Linked DNA regions of Triticum aestivum: region 2 is linked to region 1. Evidence: chromatin contacts called from public Hi-C data. All regions are on one chromosome and are shown on one strand. Each heading gives the region's core, a stretch centred on a gene start, on an enhancer-like site or on the middle of the called end of the contact. The rest is flanking DNA. Distances are from core to core; before and after follow the strand shown.

The links. Hi-C and Micro-C count contacts between places; a contact is called where the count stands out from the background.
Region 2: a contact with region 1 is called in a Hi-C map of leaf, with 5 times the contacts expected there. The contact joins the promoter of LOC101290673 here to the enhancer-like site in region 1. A contact is called at or near these places in 2 of 5 Hi-C or Micro-C datasets (both in leaf).

The regions. Positions count from the first base shown.
Region 1 is chr4D:312,951,262-312,958,210 of IWGSC CS RefSeq v2.1, reverse strand. No RefSeq gene overlaps it. Among protein-coding and RNA genes, the nearest start is that of LOC101290673, 45 kb to the left of the region's middle. Within about 2 kb of position 1,945, at least 8 of the 8 cell types and tissues checked have an H3K27ac peak or open chromatin away from gene starts, as enhancers often do. A contact at or near this core is called in leaf, where this site is marked.
Region 2 is chr4D:312,996,192-313,003,372 of IWGSC CS RefSeq v2.1, reverse strand. LOC101290673 (CBL-interacting protein kinase 31) reads right to left here and starts at 3,995. Exons shown (of 15, transcript XM_044519419.1): 1 at 3,710-3,995; 2 at 2,724-2,965; 3 at 1,790-1,852; 4 at 1,600-1,671; 5 at 1,375-1,482; 6 at 1,195-1,275; 7 at 1,039-1,092; 8 at 834-959; 9 at 619-708; 10 at 308-430; 11 at 108-218. The coding sequence starts at 2,915.

The sequences.
Region 1 (6,949 bases), core at 696-3,195:
GAAAAAAATTATACCACACATAAAAACCGTAAAATTGGTTTGGTTTATTTTGGTATGGTTTTTCGGTTCGGTTTCAAAATGCACAGAGTGAATCCGGTTGCACGCCTTCAGTTCCGTTAGCATTGCGCTTGCGTTTTTCCCCGGGAAGAAGGTACATATGTTTATGTTCGAACGAGGATTTGCGGCACGCAGGTGCGTGGCCACTCAGGTCTTGTTGCCGGTTTTTTATTTTGGCTTTCAATTTTTGAAGTTTTATATCTTATAAAAAAATAAAATTAAGTTATGTTTTCATATTCGTGTTTCTCGTGACCAGCACTTTGAACTAAGATCCATTTTAAATAGTATATTTTGACGACTTTTTACAAAAAATGTGAAGTTTCAATGTTGAAACTTAGTATGAGGGTCCGATAAAATTATTTTGTGTCTATGGCCAACAGAAAAATTGCTTTATATCTCTAAAACTTGTTGAAATTTTGCATTTTTACATGCAAAAACCGTAAGTTTCATTGTTGGAACTTAAAGCTTTTTGAGGAATTTCCTTTCTTATTGTGCCCTCCCGCAGGATTCAACTGCTTCGCGAATCGCGAGGCAAATCAAGCGGGCGGCAGGCCTTGGAAGGCGAGTGCCCCTGCACTCGCCTGCCCTGCGAATTTCCGGTTTGTATTCGCCTATATCCGGAGTGCTATGTTGATTCAGTGCACACATGTTCAGGTGAGTCCATGCGTGTATTCCCCTACATTTTTCTCTCTAGTGACGTCGCTCTATCCTGGCTCAGTTCCTAAATATATAAGTCTTTTTAGATATCTCAATATGGACTACACACGTTTATATACATTCGTATGTAGTCCGTAGTGAAATCTCTTAAAGGTCTTATATTTAGAAACGAAAGGGAGTATATGTGTTCGGTGTTTGTTCTTTTTCACCCCTTTTTTTCTGAAAACTGGAAAGAGGCAACTATGTTTTTGTTAAAGGAAAGGAGGCAACTATGTTGGTTGGACGGATCAAGTGGTAATGCCTTTTTGTTCCCGTTTCTGTATTATTAATTCCGGTATGCGCGCTGTGAAGCTTTTTGTAGCCATGAGTATGTGGACGTCGACCTTTTTCTCCTCGGCGGCTCAAGACAAGAATGGCCACCTGCGCAAGCAAGATTCTGTGTAGGCTTTTGGCATTGCATCGATGTAAAGAGAATGGATGATCGGTTTTTTATTGCGCTAGCTTGGGTGGCTGCTTTCTTCTATCATTGCCTCCATGTCTGCTATGGTAGGCTGTCGGAGTTCAAAATTTTACAGGTAGCTGTTGTAGTTGCTGACCATAAAATTGGTCGACTTGTTGGAGTGGCGAGGGGCCAGGAGATTCACCCGTGTCACTTGCGTGTGCCCTGCGAAGAAGGAAGCTTCGTGGCAGCTGCGTGCATGGCCTTGGATGGAACTTGGGAATGCGTGGACATGGTCGACGAGTGAAATCCATGCTAATTCTGGCCACAGATCCAAGAGAGGACTATCGATCACCCGTAACAAACTGCGAATGCACAGCGCGGGCTTCTCTACCCGTCGAGCGTAGATTGATAGTATGAGGTGCCTGTTTGATCATTTAATTTTAATCTCTCGAAAAAAAAACCGTGTGATGGGGCGCGTGAGGCCATGCATGGGATGGGAGGAGCTACTACACAGAAATTTGGTACGAGCTTGCCGTCCAACTTAACTCGCGGCCGTTGTCACGACGCGCATCAGCATCGGCAGTAGCAAAGATGAGATAGCGCCCACAGAGAGAGAAGATGACGGTCGACGACGGAAGACGCCAGATCCGGCACGCAAGATCAGCATCGGACTCCTCAGTCGATCGACCAGCCAGCCATGTACGCTGCTCTGCTGCAAGAGCTATCCTGGGTTGCTTTCGCGTATGGCTGCCCCTTTTAATTAGCTGCCATGCCATGCCATGCCAGTGCGGCTAGCAGGGTGGCCACGCAGCGTAGAACGCACCCGCAAACGTAAACCGAGCAGCAACCAACGGGACGTCGCGGGGGCCGCGGCGAGGGGGCGATGGGGATGGACGAAGCTTCCTGGCAGCTGCGCGGAACGGACAAAGGGTCACCACACGAGCCAGCATTGAAAAGGACCTGGACCTGGCCCCGGCCCCGCGCCGCTCGTGGCCCACGCGCGCCCCGATCAATGGATCTCGGTCCCGCCCGCCCGCCCGTCTATCATATTCCTACCTACCGTCGACAGATATCCGTACGGATCCGGCGTCGTGGAGGGCCTTCTCGCTTCGCATGGCGGTCAGATCCAGTGCCTTATCGAGCCCCGTTGTGCTTATCTATCTATCTCGAGGCGGCCAACCGGCCGGGCTCGTGTTAAACCTTCACTGGCTGGACTGGAGTTGATCCAGAGTGTGCGTGCGGCCGGCTGCGGTCAAAACTTGCGGGCTGACTGACTGACTGACGCACGGCCGTCCTGTATGTTCGGCCGACGGGGATATATGCCGTCTCGGGCGAAAATGGACCCAGTGAGTGAATTTGCATTTGAGTTTTGCCCGCTTCGTAGAGCGTACAGTACGTCTTCGTACGAGACTCGTCGATTGGCTGTGCGATGGAGGAATTTGATGATTTTGCATCGTCGTACTACGAACAACCTGGTACCCGTCGCTGGCTGCTACCCGGCTCTTCTTCTCCATGCACATGCATGCAACCGGCCCGGAAGAAGGGGAGATTTCCGACTCATCATGGAGTGTCAGATTAGATTGTCACACCAGTCACCAGATTATCTTAAAATAGATTATCACCAAAGAGAGTGAGTACAGTACTACTAGTACCGATTGCCAGCCATGGACCTTGGCATATTCATGGACTGTACCTCCTGCCAACTGACGCGCACTGACGTGGTGAGCAGCCTTTTCTCTCTCTTTTTTACATCGTACTCCGGCTTTATGTCTAGTCAGCACCATCAGGCATCTCCAACCCGCCGACCCTCTGAGCAACCTCAACCTACCAACCCAAACGGACAAACATTTTATACTTTTTTTTTCAATTTGAGTCTGCCGCACGGACATATTTGTCCCTTTTTTATTTGGGTCAACCAGTGCGCCTAACGATAGTCAGGCCCATTTTTGACATGCCTGGACATTTTCTCAAACATGTAGCACGCAGGGGAGCTTGCAGCGCGCGAGGAGGCGATGCGACGGCTGCAGCAACACCAGCCTAGCGCGGGTGCGAGGCGAGGCCGGATGCAGCGGGCGACGCCGGGCGCGGCGAGCGCGACGGGGTGCAGCAGGGCGCGGCGGGGCGAGGCCAGGCTGATGAGCGCGACGGGGCCGGACGCTGCGGAGTGGGGCAAGGCGCGAGGCGAAGCCGGCGCGGGCAAGCCACGTCGAGGCGACCGATACCTCTCCAAAGTATCTATAATTTTTTATTATTTCATGCTATTATATTATCTGTTTTGAATGTTTTATATGCATTAATATGATATTTTATACTATTTTTGGGACTAACTTATTAACCTAGAGCCTAGTGTCAGTTTCTGTTTTTTCTTGTTTTTGAGTTTCGCAGAAAAGTAATACCAAACGGAGTCCAAACGGAATGAAAACTTCACGATGATTTTTCTTAGACCAGGAGACTTGGAGATGAAGTCGGAGGAGCCACGAGGCGGCCACAAAGACATAGGGCGCGCCAAGGGGGCAGGGCGCGCCCCCACCCTTGTGGGCCCCTCGTGCCTCTCCCGACCTAATTCTTTTGCCTATATATTGCCAAATATCCCCAAACCACCAGGGGAGTCCACGAAAACACTTTTCCACTGTCGCAACCTTCTGTACCCGTGAGATCCCATCCAGGGACCTTTTCCGGCACCCTGCCGGAGGGGGATTCGATCACGGAGGGCTTCTATATCAACCCTATTGCCCTTCCGATGAAGCGTGAGTAGTTTACCACAGACCTACGGGTCCATAGCTTGTAGCTAGATGGCTTCTTCTCTCTCTTTGATTCTCAATACCATGTTCTCCTCGATGTTCTTGGAGAATACTTTTGTGCGGTGTGTTTGCCGAGATCCGATGAATTGTGGATTTATGATCAGCTTATCTATGAATATTATTTGAATCTTCTCTGAATTCTTTTATGCATGATTTGATATCTTTGTAATTCTCTTCGAACTATCGGTTTGGTTTGGCCAACTAGATTGGTTTTTCTTGCAATGGGAGAAGTGCTTAGCTTTGGGTTCAATCTCGCGATGTCCTTTCCAAGTGAAAGTAGGGGCAGCAAGGCACATATTGTATTGTTGCCATCGAGGATAAAAACATGGGGTTTTCATCATATTGCTTGCGTTAATTCCTTTACATCATGTCATCTTACTTAATGCGTTACTCCGTTCTTTATGAACTTAATACTCTAGATGCATGCTGGATAGCGGTCGATGTGTGGAGTAATAGTAGTAGATGCAGAATCGTTTCGGTCTACTTGACACAGACGTGATGCCTATATTCATGATCATTGCCCTAGATATCGTCATAACTTTGCGCTTTTCTATCAATTGCTCGGCAGTAATTTGTTCACCCACTGTATTATTTGCTATTTTGAGAGAAGCCTCTAGTGAAACTTATGGCCCCGGGTCTATTTTCCATCATATAAGTTTCCGATCTATTATTTTGCAATCTTTTACTTTCCGTTCTATAAACCAAAAATACCAAAAATATTTACTTTATCGTTTGTTACTTTCATCTATCTCTATCAGATCTCACTTTTGCAAGTAGCCGTGAAGGGATTGACAACCCCTTTTTGCGTTGGGTGCAAGTTGTTTGATTGTTTGTGCAGGTATTCGGTGATTTGTGCGTTGTCTCCTAGTGGATTGATACCTTGTTTCTCAAATTGAGAGAAATACTTATCTCTACATTGCTGCATCACCCTTTGCTCTTCAAGGGGAAAAGCAACGCAAGCTCAAGAAGTAGCAGGAACAATTTCTAGCGCCGTTGCCGGGGAGATCTTCACCAAGTTAAGACATATCAAGTACCCATCATAAACTCTCATCTCTTGCATTACATTATTCGTCATTTGCCTCTCGTTTTTCTCTCCTCACTTCTAAATCGATTTTTGAAAAGATTTGCCTTTTTCTTCGCCCTCCTTTTCGTATGCCTTTTTGCTTGTTAGCTATCTTTGCTTGTGTTGCCATGTGCCTTGTATTTGGTTGCATCTTCGCTTTCTAAAAATCTATTGATATGGATCCTCATCCCCTTGCTAATATTTTTACAAGATCCAATCATGATGAACCAATTGATAGTGATTTGAGTGCACTAGATTATCTTTATGAAGTTTTGCTTGAAATTCGTGAATCTGAAAGTTGTGATGAAGTGTTAAAAGAAGAAATTTATGAAGTGATTCACGATAGCTCCTTGAATATAAAGCATGATTGCAATGATGTTATTAGAAATTTTGTTAATGTCAATTATGTTAATGATATGCAAAACCCTAAGCTTGAGGATGCTAATTTTGCTATGTCTACTACTTGTTGCAATGATCATGATTGCGGTGATTTTCTTATGATCTTGAAAATTTATTTAAGCCCCATGATGAATATGAGATTGATAATAATGTTTGCAATAATATTGAAAGTGGATTTGGAAGAGTGTCGAATTTAGATCCCACATATTTGGAGAATATTCAATCTTCTGAATTTTTGATAAAAGTAGGTTTGGAAAGGTCATGACTTTAGTTAATGATAATCCCACTATTTTGGAAGAGTGTCAACTTTGCATGCATGTGGTTCATGTTGAAAATAGTTTATATGATAACTATATTGTTGAATTTGAAAATGATCCCACATGTAATTATTATGAGAGAGGGAAACATGGTTGTAGAAATTTTCATGTTACTAAATTACCTCTCGTTATGTTGAGATTGCTATTGTTTCTTTCCTCTTCCTTGCTGATACGTCCATTTTGCATCATGTTTTCTTACTATTATTTATAATGTTTTTATCCATAATAATGCTTTTTGGAGTAATTCTAATGCATTTTCTCTCATAATATGCAAGGTACACACCAAGAGGGAGAATTCCAACGGCTGGAAATCTAGACCTCAAAAAGCTACGTCAGGCTACCTATTCTGCACAACTCCAAATGAGCTGAAACTTCATGAGGATTTTTTATGGAATATATAATAATTATTGGAGGAAATAACTACCAGAGGGGGCCCACCAGGTGGGCACAACCCACCTGGGCGCGCCAGGGAGCCCAGGCGTGCCCTGGTGGGTTGTGCTCACCCAGGCCCACCTCCGGTGCCCATCTTCTGGTATATAGGTCATTTTGACCTAGAAAAAATAAGGAGGAGACTTTCGGGATGAAGCGCCACCATCTCGAGGCGAAACTTGGGAAGGAGCACTTTTGCCCTCCGGCGGAGCGATTCCGCCGGGGGAACTTCCCTCCCGGAGGGAGAAATCGCCGTCCTCGTCATCACCAACAACTCTCCCATCTTGGGAAGGCCAATCTCCATCAACATATTCAACAACACCATCTCATCTCAAACCCTAGTTCATCTCTTGTGTTCAATCTTGTTACCAGAACTATAGATTGGTGCTTGTGGGTGACTAGTAGTGTTGATTACATCTTGTAGTTAATTACTATATGGTTTATTTGGTGGAAGATTATATGTTCACATCCATTATGCTATTTAATGCTCCTATGATCATGAGCATGTTTATCATTTGTGAGTAGTTACTTTTGTTCTTGAGGTCACGGGAGAAATCATGTTGCAAATAATCATGTGAATTTGATATGTGTTCGATATTTTGATAGTATGTATGTTGTGATTCCCTTAGTGGTGTCATGTGAACGTCGACTACATGACACTTCACCATATTCGGGCCCAAGGGAATGCATTGTGGAGTAGCAATTAGATGATGGGTTGCGAGAGTGACAGAAGCTTAAACCCCAGTTTATGCGCTATTCCGTAAGGGAACCATTGGATCCAAAA
Region 2 (7,181 bases), core at 2,746-5,245, 43 kb before region 1:
AAGAAAATCATAGGCAACAAACAGGCAATAGACTATGGGAAACCACACATAATAAGACATATAATCGATGTCTGCAGCAGAAATATTTCAGAATTTTCAGTTCTGACCTCCTTTGCCTCGAACAAGTTGTCCAGATTCAGTCCCTGATTCAGTGAAATCAGTTCAAATGCATTCATTGAGGTTGGCTTATGTTCAGTCTCCTCTTTCACATGCTGGTCCTGGTAAATTATTAAGACATGCATATAGTTAATCAACTTATTCCAACCACAAATGTAAGTATTTTAACTATATAGGTCAACTGCCTCACCTCTGAGTCTCCAAATGCAGCATAGACATCATCAAAGCTAGTTTCATACTTATCGTCAAAAACAGGTGGCTTGAATCCCTTTTTGAACCAAGGATCCTCCAGTATCTGAGGAATGGTGATACGCTGTTCAACATTCAACAACAAAAACAGGACAGATGAGTTGGGATTCTATAACTTCTTTTCAGGACTGAGAATGAAATTAAGGACTACTGGTGTTTCTTTTATAGTACTGCTCACAAGTCTGACTCTCTTTTGAAAGGATTATTCTTAGTGATTTCAACAACCATATTCAAAAGTTGTATGCCACTTACAGTTGCAGGATTAGGGTCCAGAATTCTGGTGATCAGCTTCTTAGCTCCAGTAGAAAACCAAGAGGGACATGTGAATTGAGCTTCTGAGATCTGTTATTCCAGAAGGGAGTAAAAATAAATAATAAGCAATAATATCATCTAAGATACTCCCTGAGAAAAGAAGCCTCTGAGATGTTTTTCGCATTTTTGCATCTTTTGAACAGTATTAGTATTACCTTCTTATAAAGGGCGATGATGTTTTCATCCTCGAAAGGTAAAAACCCGGCAAGCAGAATAAAAAGGATTACCCCGCAAGACCAGATATCTGCAGCTGCACCATCATAACCTCTATCCTCAATCACCTGCAGAGAGATCTAAGTTAGACAATAGTTCTAGTGGATTGGACACATGATCTTACTATGATAAGCAAAACAAAATTACCTCAGGAGCAACATAGTTCGGAGTCCCGCATGTTGTGTGCAGCAACCCGTCAGCCTGTAGAGTCGAAGAATTTCAATAACAGTGAGAATCAACAGAAGACAATGATGTGACCAGTTAGAAATTTTTACCCAAAGTAGGAGTATATCTTAAAAATACCTTCACTTGCTCAGTTAAAGCACTTAAACCGAAGTCGGACACTTTGAGGTTTCCAGCAGCATCAAGCAACAAATTTTCTAACTGCAAATGCAGGTTCAACATCATTTTGTCACTTTCCTGTACTTGTATGTGTATAGTTAATCATAGAAGAACACATGACCCAGAAGATAAAGTTTTTACCTTCAAATCTCTGTGATACACACCCCTGCTGTGGCAATAGTCAACGGCATTTATCAGTTGCTGAAAGTATTTGCGTGCCTCCTCTTCTTTCAACCTTCCATTGGTATACTGTGCATAACAGCAAATAAAACAGATTAAAAAGATGATCATGTAACATGAATGAAAATCTGACCGATAATACAACCTCAGCAATTACAGATAGATGGGTGATATATTGGCACTTACAATGGTATCAAAGAGTTCCCCTCCAGTAATGTATTCCAGAACAATGAAAATTCTTGCTTTACTTCCCATCACCTGAGGTACAAAGCAAATATTAGCAAAAAAAGGTAGTAAGACCGCAGCCATGAATAAACACAAATCTACTAAAGTATGGCGATAGATCTTGAATCGCCGATTGATTTTTGGTCTTTACCTCGTGCAGTCGAACAACATTAGGATGCTTTATTAACTTCATAGTACAAATTTCGCGCCTAATCTGCATTGAGTTGAGGATAGTATTAGGACACAGATATCAAATATCACTATATGAGCATGTATGAAACAATATGTTTCAGTTTTGTCAATGTTTTTGTGGCTAACAGAAGTCCTTGTTTGAGGACTGTATGGTTAGAACTTAGAACTTGGAAGATCACCAAAGTATGGTGAAGGCAATTAGATAGAATTGAGGACATGGACACCCGATAGTGCAACAAGGGACACATATGCTGAAGTGCAGGAAATAATTTTGTGTTCAATTTGCACAAAGTTCAGACATCAATTGGAAACTGTACAAGATACTAGGAAAACATAATGAGTTGGTGAGATGACTTCAATTGTAAGAGCACTATGTGGGTAAGATCGCGGGGCTATGTAATGCAAGTATGTAGATACAGAATCATTCTTAACTGAAGTCACACCTTCCTATGCCCCCATGCTGACACGGCAACATCCAGGGAAGCTAGAAATGGTTTCTCCAGTTAGCTTCTTGATATAAAGATGTAAGTTATAATAATGAACTTTATTAACTAGATTTTATAAAAGCTTTATTAACTAGATAAAACCAAAGATCACATCTGTGCATCTCAGAAAAAAAGGTAAGAAACATAATCCTTTTGCTGGCTTGGTTATTGGTTACTAACATTCATGAAAATGGCTGTGTGCATCATGAGGATGTAGAGGCCGGGGTCTTCCCCCCTTTTTGGAAAAAAAAACTAGTATTCATAAAAGATGATATGCATGGTTGACTGAACTTTAAAATTTTACCACGTTCATATCATGATCTGATCTGTGACATGATATGTTCAGATAATAAAAGGAACAAGAAGAAACTACCACAACGTCATATGAGGGAATTGTGTGATAATGACCTGTTCAACCAATCTGAGCTTCTGAACCTTCTCCTTGTCGAGGATTTTGATAGCAACAGGCTCCATAGTTTCAGTGTTCTTTGCGAACCTGACCTTTGCAAAGGTCCCTTCCCCGATGGTGCGGCCGAGCTCATACTTGCCGACACGGCGCTTCACCTTTGGTGACAATGCGGCTCTCTTGGCCCGATACATCTTCCAACAGCCGAAGGTTACTTTCAACCTTCAAAATGCTCCTGAACGACCTGCAGTCGCGCAATGAAATCAGGCTTTGGACACTATGAACTTGGTATTGATTTGGTATCATGAGGCAGCCTTTACCATCTTTCCCAAAAAGGATAAAGGAAGAACAGCAGAAGTAGCGTAGATCCTAAAGATCCCAGGAAGACTAAACAACACCTGATCATCATCATCAATATAAAATGACCAGCCTAGTCCAAAACACTCAACCCACTTTGACTTTTACTAATATAAAAGGTGGCATAGACATATCTACAAACAAAAAAAAAGGTGGCGAAGACCATGAGATGCATCATCCCAAACTAAACGCATGTTCCTGCGGCCGAAAGGCAAAAAATTCATGAAAAGTAGTACATGGCAGGTACTACATAGATGGAGGCCACATAGACATAGCATAGGAAGAATCTCCAGTTGGTAACCTATGATCCTACCCGACAGTCACCTAAGATGACAAAACATTTTCAGAAAGCAGGTTACAGATATGTACTGGTTACTGCTGCTTTTTGGAGTAAGGTACATAATCCTCGCTCAAAGAAGTATGTGTACTACTCAAATGAACAGAGCAAAGAGAAATGAGTCGTCGTAAAATCATTCACAGGGCATGAAACCAATGAGCTAGCAAATGCGCATGAAGCTCAGCGCATAATCTGCACACTTACTGCTACCTCCTCGACTAGCACAAGAAATGCAAAATTCGCACACGCACAGTAGGGAACAGATAGATTCAGGGGTAGGCGCTTGCGGCTTACCTTCAACGCGACGAGCTAGCAGACAGCGCGCGGGTGGAGGCGGAGCTTAGCAGCAGATGCAGCTAGGAGGTAGCGAGGGTGGGTCTGAGGAGGAAGAGGAAGCTGTTGCTGTGGATGCAGAGGAGGAAGAGGGAGGTGTCGTGCTAAATAAGGAGGGAGGGAGGAGGTGGGGGCTGACACGTACGTGCTCGCACAGCTAGAGTAGCACCACCACGAGAAAAGGACATGGGGATCGATCGGGATGGATGCGAGCAGAGCAGCCGCTGCTGGCGTACGTAAGTTTGATTGCCGACGCTGCCTTGCCACCCTTTCAGTTCCCAAGGGCTGCATGGCCTATCCTTTTCGTCCCCTTCGTTCTACTGCTGCTTTTCGATTCTACTAGGGGGATACTAGTGGTATTTTCTACTTACTCCAGGAAGAAGAACATCGTGTGCACCAGAGACCAGGCCAGAGTATGTAGATAAGTTTGTGCTCTTATCAGAGCCAACCATGCATGCTAAGGCTCGCGAACTCGCCCTTGGTCACTCGCTCATTTTTCGTATGGTAACCTTTAACTATGCATACAAAACTTTGCACGTATGTATAAGGTATTAAAATTTACAGCCGGTGCAGCAAACCTAAAGCGTACACCACATGTACACGTTTTAGAAGCCGGCAACATCATCGAACCGCAGACCCATCTTCAGTAAAGAGATCCACGTCATCCTGTCAGTCCGGCCATCGTCCGTCGACGCCACCGCGGCGCCCAACAACACCACCTCCCTGCGTGCAAACTTCTGAACACCTCGCGGTCGCCGCCGGTACACCGCAACACCATACCACCAAGTACCACCAGCCGACACAGCTTGAAGTCTCTAGAAAATCTGTCGTGCGTAGCACCTGCCGAACAGGCATGACACAACATAGCACCTGTCGGTCAGGCATGACTTGACATCTCCACCGAAGCTCCGTGCAAGATGAAGCCGCTCCACCTCTTGCCTCTATTTTCCAGCGCTGCTCCACAAACGATGCTCCCAAGAGAGAAACGACACCGCAGTGCCACCATCGTCCGATCTGGAAGACCAGATCCTAGGGTTTCACCCGGAGCAGCACGAGTGGGTAGACAATAGTTACAGGACGATGCCTTCATCAAGGTAATGTCGCAGAACACCGGCATCGCCCGCCATCAGGTCGGTTTTCATTGACAACTATGTCTCCCCGACTCGCACCTGGGACTAGATGACGGATCTCGAGATCCGACCACCTAGTCTCAGGCCGACCACCTCCGACTTAGGAGATGACCACCACCATGGAGTCTTCGTCTGGAGCTCGCTTCATATCCAGCCGTCTACGCGAGAGGTAAGTTTCCACTTCCTCCTCGCGGCAATTGGTTTTGAAGTTGTGTGGCCTTCAAGGCACCACTAGCGAGTAATCACCCGGTCATTAACGCCACCCACGCTCCCTCAGATTCCAGTCATAGTCCTTCAGATGACTGTCACATATCATCATCTTCCGGCTTGCATGTAAGCACCCCGAGAGGTGTTGTGTGAGCAGACGAGAGGCATGTGAGCGCGCCCACACTTCTCACCAGAAGCACGCAGCTTGATGGCCTCCAGCCATCTGCGACCTCCTCAACTGGCCTCTTAATGGCGATCGTGACAACCTATAAAAGGACATCACGGCCTCCCCTCTCTCCCATTGCCCTCTCCGACGCCTCTCAAATCTCTCTAGCTTAACATCGTTTCACCATTTCCTCTCCAAAACATGTCGCGGAAAACATTGACAGATGCCCTAGTCCCGTTCTAGTAGCATCTGAAAGTGGGCATTGCCGACCTCGTTAGGGATGAGGCGGATTTGGGACCTCCCGCCCTGCCAGCCCCGCCCCCGTTGTGGACGTATGACCGGCCTGGGACAAGCGCTGTCGGTGTCAAAACCGGCCGATCTCAGGTAGGGGGTCCCGAGTTGTGCGTCTGAGGATCGAAGGTAACAGGAGGCAGGGGACACGATGTTTACCCAGGTTCGGGCCCTCTTAATGGAGGTAATACCCTACTTCCTGCTTGATTGACTTTGATGAGTATAGGGGTTACAAGAGTCGATCTACCTCGAGATCGTAATGGCTAAACCCTAGATGTCTAGCCTATATGATTTATCTTAGCCCCCAGCCGGCCCCCAGCCGAATACAACTCTGGAGACCCATACGGCTCCGGAATCGAGCGAGCAGCCCCCTTTAAGGGAGGGGGAGTACCGACTCCACCGGCAACCTCCATCAATCTGGAGGTGCCGGACACTTTCAAGGAAGCACTTCGACGTGCTTCCGTCGTGGAGGAGCACCGTACCCTGATGAGTACGGTGGTTGAGAAGGTTCAGTCCGCCAAAAGCGGACTGAACGAAGCTTTCACTAGCCTGTTAACGGGTTTTGAGGTATACGACATAATATTCTTAGCCGCTTTTATATGTGCAAAAAGTATGACTGTGTATAGATAGTAGCCCCTGAGATCTGTTCGGTTTTTTGGAAAAAGGGGTCGGACAGAGGATCAAATATTCGCCGGAGATGACACACTTATCTATTTTGATAAACATGCTTCACTATTAGCGGCTTCAGCCAAGGACGCTGAAGTTTTCGAACTCCAGCAGAAACTGAAGCTGGCTGAAGATGAGATCGACCGTGTGAACAAGCAGTTCGATGAGGCCCAAGGTATGCTTTTAAAAGACCCCTTACAAGCCTGAATTGTAATGCAAACTCAGAGTTTAAGATCATGTGCTGCTATGTGTATGATTTTAGGCAGTGCTACCGAGGTCGAGACCCTCAAGAGTGCCCTTGCCGAAGCCAAGGAGGAGGCGAGGGCGAGCAAGGCGGCCGCAGACAAAGCAGCTGCGGAATTAAAGGCCGAACAGGTCGCCCGCCGCCAGTATGAGGAGAGGGTGATCGAAGTGGAGCAAGCGCTCCAGGATGCCGCCAACAAGTGTGAGGCCTTGGAGGAGAGTAATAAGGCCCAAGCGGCCGAACTTACCAAGGCTCTTCAAGAGGCAAAAGAGGCGCGGACCGAGTCTAGGGCGGCTCGCGAGGAGATCAGGCAAGCCGAACAGATAGCGGCTGGTAAGCCTTTTCTTTTACAGAGTATATTTGGCGGTCGAAGTATGCTTTGCTAAATCGACTATGGAGTGCTCTAGACTCCTTTGCGGATCTCCCGAGGAGTGCTGCCGACGCCGCTCAGTATTTCCGGGCCCAAGAAGGGAACACGACGGAGAAGCTCTTCCGGTCACAGTACTTGGCGCCGGAGCGGCCAGCGTTGCTAAACAACCAGATGATGCAGCTGGCAGAGCTGCATCGGATGTCTGGTTTGGCCATGAAGGACCTCGTAGTCCGGCTATGGCCAGCCGGACCCATTCCGAGCAGCTACTTCGGCCTAGTCAAGCGGCTCGGCGACGCCTTGCCCCGAGTTGAGGCTGTGAAGCGCTCGGCGTGCATAGAAGGTGCGTGGATGGCCTTTTC